Regions from separate parts of the Channa argus genome. Here region 1 is linked to region 2. The links are chromatin contacts, called in public Hi-C maps. All regions are on one chromosome and are shown on one strand. The core of a region is the stretch at or near the end of the contact, and the rest is flanking DNA. Distances in the headings are between cores, read along the strand shown. Region 1 holds the start of mrps23 (mitochondrial ribosomal protein S23). Region 2 holds the start of LOC137129013 (gap junction delta-2 protein).

The links. Hi-C and Micro-C count contacts between places; a contact is called where the count stands out from the background.
Region 1: a contact with region 2 is called in a Hi-C map of tail fin, with 4 times the contacts expected there. The contact joins the promoter of mrps23 here to the promoter of LOC137129013 in region 2. A contact is called at or near these places in 2 of 4 Hi-C or Micro-C datasets (skeletal muscle and tail fin).

What each region holds. Positions count from the first base shown.
Region 1 is chr6:1,408,433-1,411,575 of Channa argus male v1.0, forward strand. It overlaps mrps23 (mitochondrial ribosomal protein S23), which reads right to left and starts at 1,263. Exons shown (of 5, transcript XM_067508574.1): 1 at 1,104-1,263; 2 at 201-380. The coding sequence starts at 1,147.
Region 2 is chr6:1,100,486-1,103,447 of Channa argus male v1.0, forward strand. It overlaps LOC137129013 (gap junction delta-2 protein), which reads left to right and starts at 1,362. Exons shown (of 1, transcript XM_067507780.1): 1 at 1,362-2,468. The coding sequence starts at 1,362. The coding sequence ends at 2,468.

The DNA.
Region 1 (3,143 bases), core at 13-2,512, 310 kb after region 2:
CACAAAAGAAAAAGAATCTCTTTATTTTACTGACCTGCAGCAAATTTCATTCAGTACAGGGTCACGTTCTACCATGTTGCACAACATGAAATACCCCTGACAACACACCTAATTTGTATGTTCTTTTCACTATATTTAGAAAATCACCATGTACGTGCTATGGAAGCTACAGTGATGACGAGAGTGAGCAGGTGACTTACGCTCTAACTTCATCCTCTCTGTAGAAGATTTTGGGCACAGTCTCCTCTTTCTTGATGCTGGGTCTGGTATGTGGTTTCACATGGAGTGGGGCCCTCTTTGGTGGAAAAGCCTCGTACACATCGTACCAGATGGGTTTCTCTGTTGGCTTTATGACTCCAGAGCGCATCAGATCCCGGACCCTTAATGATCATGATCATCAATGATAAAAATTTCAAACAATTATGTAATATTGCTCGGTTCTTGTATGTACACACATACTGTGTGTTCTGCATTTAAAGTAACAACTGTCAGCACAAAAATTGCAGACATTTTTGAAACTTCCTTAAAACTTTATCATACAAAGCTCGTCTGTTTTTTCTCTTATTATCTTTACTCCCGAGTCACAACTTATAAGCATTCTGAGAACACTTTTCTGTAAATAGAAAACATGCAAACAAGTCGCACGTTTATGACGTCATCACACGGTGTCTTTCCACTCGTGTCACCGGGTCATTCTCTAGAAAGAACACTAATAGCTAAAATAAGTATTTACCCATTTTTTTTTTATTGTTTTCCCTCATGTGTTTTCATGTCTCTTTATGTACAGTCAGTGGTGGCTGAGAATGAACGTAACGTTAGCGTCATGCGGTACCGACTCTGCGTTAGCCAACAATGCTAATGACAGCGTCAGTGCTGTGGTAGAAGCACTGAGATGATTGACTAGAGGACAAATGCGTATGACCCGTAATGTGTGTTAAACATTCTTTTATTGCGCTACATCTGATGAATCAGTACTGAACCGATGATTCAGATTCAGGAACCAAGAATGTGTTTAAAAGCACCGATACAAGTGCAGTGATACCAATTGTTACTGACAAGTTAAGAACCTTTACAAACACAAACGTAAAACGCTGCCGTCCTACCTGGTGAATACAGTTCCAAACCTCTCCAACCTGCTGCCTGCCATTTGGTTAACCCGCTCTACGGTAACTAGGCTCGATGGAGGTGAACTGCCACTCGCCTGGAAAGCGGATGAAAGCGAACGACAACAGCGAGGGGCGGTAACAAAAAGCTGCAGTCAAGACAGACAGTTTCCACACGGACTATAAATAGTGAAGCAAATAATCCCATCCGTCGAGGTCTGATCAGTGATAAAGTAAATGTTACCGGATGAATAATAAAGATGATGTAGTCAATCATCATAACTTTTATCTCTTTGTTTTTCTATCTGACAGAGCCACTGCAAATGCTACATAGACTGTATGTGTTTAGGGTTTATCCTCCGTATGAATCACTTGTTTAACACGAAAATGATTAAAATTCTCATTAAATGCTGTCAGTATCACTTTGCTGCTCAATATAAATGATCTGACTGATTTAATATGAAACTACATAAATACAAAACATAATTAAGGGACATGCCATTCAAAGACTCAAACTACATTGTTAGCGGTATAAAACTAAAAATTTGAACTGTCCGTATAATAAACTGATGTATTCAGGGCATCTTAAGTCACAGCATTTATTCTGTTCACAGAATCCATCTTTCTAGTAAAATCCCATAATAATAAAATCAAATTAGTGTCATGTCATGATGTTGTTAGATTAGGTGAGAATCAGGCATTTCCCATCATGTTCTGAGGTTTTGCAGCCAGTGAAGAACAACTGCGGCACCTGGATCCTGAAACTGCAGCCATCTTGATCTGACAAAGTTACATGTACAATTTACATTTACATCTAGTCGTTTGGCCGATGATTTCATCCAAAACCACTTACTTAGTCAGGTACAACTATTATACTTGTCCAGTATAAAAGGGTTTTAAGCAGTATATTGAACATTTTAATATTTTGGCTCTACTGAAATGCATATGTTTGTCTTCTGCTTGTAAATTTTTGGTTGATGAATTTAAAATTTGGAAAAGTAGAACAGACTAATTAAGTCACTAAACCCCTGAACTACACCCATTTTCATATTCAGTCAATTAATTTTGGATTGATGTAAAATGAGGAACGATATTAAGAAAAGGCTATTAATTCTAGTGCAGATACCAGGAACCAAATATTACTGGTCATTATTCACTAGGCCAATTGATCACCACTTGTCCATATAAAGTAAATATTTATGTAATTTAGCTAAGGCTTGAGCTTAATGTGCTCCCATTAAACACTTTATAGGGCGACATCTGCTGGGGACAATTTAGGAATTAATTACATTCATATAAGTCAGACAATATCTATATCACTGTAGTTTACTACCTCTACTCACTGTAAAATATAATAGAGACATTAATGGTAAATGTTCTGCACTTATATAGTGTTTTTCTACCTATTGGCACTCAAAGTGCTTTACACTGCTTCTTATTCACCCATTCACACTCACACTCACACACACACTCACACATACACTGATGGGGGAGCTGCTATGCAGCTGGCCAACACTCACCGGGAGCAACTAAATTGGGGTTCAGCGTCTTATTTTTGAACGCGTTTGAATTTATATATTTATTATATATTATAATATCATACTTTTTCCCCTTTAAAAGTTGAATTTCACTGGGCTGTCAACATTTACTTTATTATTGCTACTAACTAAGGGGTAAAAATCTTAATAAAATGCTGATGATTTCTCAAAATAAATGATCAAGTTTTTGAAGGGGTTCTTCCTTTGAATCAACCTAGACTTAGGTCTGGGGGGGGGGAGGGGGGGATGAGAAAACTTCTGTAAAAAATCTGTAATACACAGTAACACTAACATAGAAAATCTTAGTATTAATATAATGCACTTCAGCACAGCTCAACCATCCATTATTACCTCAATAATAAACCAGGATTACAGATTATATTACTAATCTGTTAATGAAAACTGGTATATGAAAACTACTAAATGAAATACTGATTGTGCACATAACACACTCTTGCCAGGATTTGCACCTGTTGCTCTCCACCCAAAGGATGGATGTGTT
Region 2 (2,962 bases), core at 112-2,611:
TGACCAAATATCTATGTAGATGTGTCCGGCTGTGTTTGAGATTACAATGTGTATACACACACATTAGTATTAGAGTTTACTCAGTAATTAAGGATTTTCAGAACCTCAAGATTCTTAAATTGTTCAAAGGCAGATAACAATGTAAGTTATACCAGTTACATTGAAATTTAAAGTTAAAAAGATAATATATAAACTCAATAAGCCTATGATTTACAATGTTATTATTGTACGAATAGGTACTAATAATATACAGTACCTACTGGTATCTTTGTGAATACAGGACACATACACAGTAGTAGGGTTTGGGAAAACAAACTTTTATTGCCGTGTAATGAGAAATATGGGCACAACAACAACAAAAATATTCTATTACAGTCAACCTATCTTAGAGTTACTGTGTAAGGAAAAGAAATAAAAAGAACATGCTCGCCTCACTCACAGTACAAGCCTGTACTAGGTATGAAGCTTTCCATACTTCTGCACTTAGTATAATGTAAGTACACTATGTTGGTACTCTACTCCTGTGTACTTATTATAATCTGCAGCAGCACTGATTAACTCGACATTATAATAGCACATTTTTAAGACTACAGAAAGTAGTCTGTAGTTACTTAGTAAGCTTACACCTGCAGTAGGAGAAATGTTGCATTTTTCATTACAGTTAGAAAAAGTAAATAGGTTTTATGTCCACTTTTAACATTCACTCACACAGAAAAATAATCAAAAATCCCAGTATTGTACCATTGATGTACTTGGTGTTTTAAAACGACCTCAAAGAGAAACAAAATTATCCTAGAAAAAGGCTAAATCTACAACAACAACACCAAAATATGATTGGAAAATGATCGACATGTACCTAAAATTGCCAACAAGAGTTGCCAAAGGACCAAAAGCAAACCTGAAATGGCAAAAAAATAAACAGCAAAAACACATGAAAAACAGAACAAAACCATCAGAGACAGACATCTATATACATGGGGTGAGGGCCCTTCCACTGTCTGTGCCCAGGGGGCTCATTTTCTCACACTCCATTCTTGGATAAGAGTTGGTACGTAGCAGCAATTTCTCCCACATGGTGACAGCTGTTACTGTTATCAGCCTTGTGGGTTCAGGCTGCTACCACTAGGGCTGAGGTTGCGTCAGTGACCCCTCACTATAATACAACCTCGAGAGGCTTTCGTGTGTTTCTCCCAATAGTGTAGGTAGTTGATTGTGATTAAACGGACTCAAATGAAATCAAAATGAAAAACAAAAACGAAATAAATAGATTTACTGAAGTATGGAAACCTCAATTTATAACACATCTTCATTATTACTAACACATTTCTAACACAATATACTTCTTTCACTAAGGTTAAACTATGGGTGACTGGTCTATACTTGGTCGCTTCCTCTCTGAAGTCCAGAACCATTCTACAGTGATAGGCAAGATCTGGCTTACCATGTTGCTCATTTTCCGGATCCTGCTGGTGGCCCTGGTGGGTGATGCTGTCTACAGCGACGAGCAGTCCAAGTTCACCTGTAACACCCAGCAGCCCGGATGCAATAATGTCTGTTATGACACCTTCGCTCCTGTTTCACATCTACGGTTTTGGGTCTTCCAAATTGTCCTGGTCTCCACTCCGTCCATCTTCTACATCGTTTTTGTTCTGCATAAGATAGCCAAGGATGAGAAGCTGAACGGCCAAAGAGCCCAGGTGGTGGATCACAGGCCTCTAGGACAGGGATGTGGGCATCTGGAAAAGGATGGTATGGAGGCCTTGAGGGTGGGCATGCCCACTTTCTGTCCTCACTACGGCCAGGAATGGGACTTGAGCCAGAGAGACGGGGTACAACAAAGCTTTCTGGAGGAGGATTATGGAGAAGTAGGAGAGGACCCCACTCACCAGTCCAACCAGGTTCTGCTCATTTACATCCTTCATGTGCTACTGCGTTGTATCATGGAGGTCAGCTTTCTGGTGGGCCAGTACTTCTTGTTTGGGTTCGAGGTGCCTCACCTGTACCGCTGTGAGACCTACCCTTGCCCTACTCGTACAGACTGCTTTGTATCCCGCGCCACTGAGAAAACCATCTTTCTGAACTTCATGTTCAGCATCAGCCTGGGCTGCTTTGTCCTCAACATTGCAGAGCTCCACTACCTCGGCTGGGTCTACATATTCCGCATCATCTGCTCAGCCTGCTCCACCTGCTGCAGTCAGGACAGGGACACTGTCAAATTGTACTCTAACCCCAACCCCCTCCTGCTGGAACTTAGGCATTCCCTGAGGGGCCAGTTGGTTCTGCAGACTCCAGCAGCCATGGTCCCGGAGAAAACTAGAAGTCTGCTCAGTCACGCTCCAGCTATCTCCTTTGAGACAGACTCAACTGTGGAATGCATGTCCAAGAGAAGCCCGGAGAGCAGAGACAAAGTAAAGGTTAAGCTGGCCAACATGGCCAGGCTGGGACGGACTAAGAAGTCTTGGTTGTGAGAAAGACATTTTCCTTTAGCAGCATCTTATTTGCCAAAATGGGTTTAAGAAAGCAGGTTTATGGACTGGAGCAGACCCTACATAAACACACAGGAAAGATAATTTGATCAGACTGTTTCAGCTGAAATTGTAAAGGCACTACAAGCTTTTGGTGCATAGAAGAGCTGAAACAGGTGATTTCTATAGTTGTAGCCTAAGTCCATAATACACCGATTGTGTTCTGTTTGTACTGAAGAGTAGTTTTCTCTATTTAAACATTTATGTTTAATGCCAGTGTTCAGTGCTAATGTCACTGTGTCCTTTCTGTAATCAGGTGGTCAATAGGGTGCTATTGATGAGGTGGCTGGTAGGTGACCCGAGTTCACGGCATGACAGAGCATATAATCTATATTTTAATTTATTTTAATTTTCATATTCTTTAGTTGTTTTCAGACTCACAGCAAAAACAACATAACAAGTAAAGCCCTATTTCATCAGAACTGTCGTTGGATGTT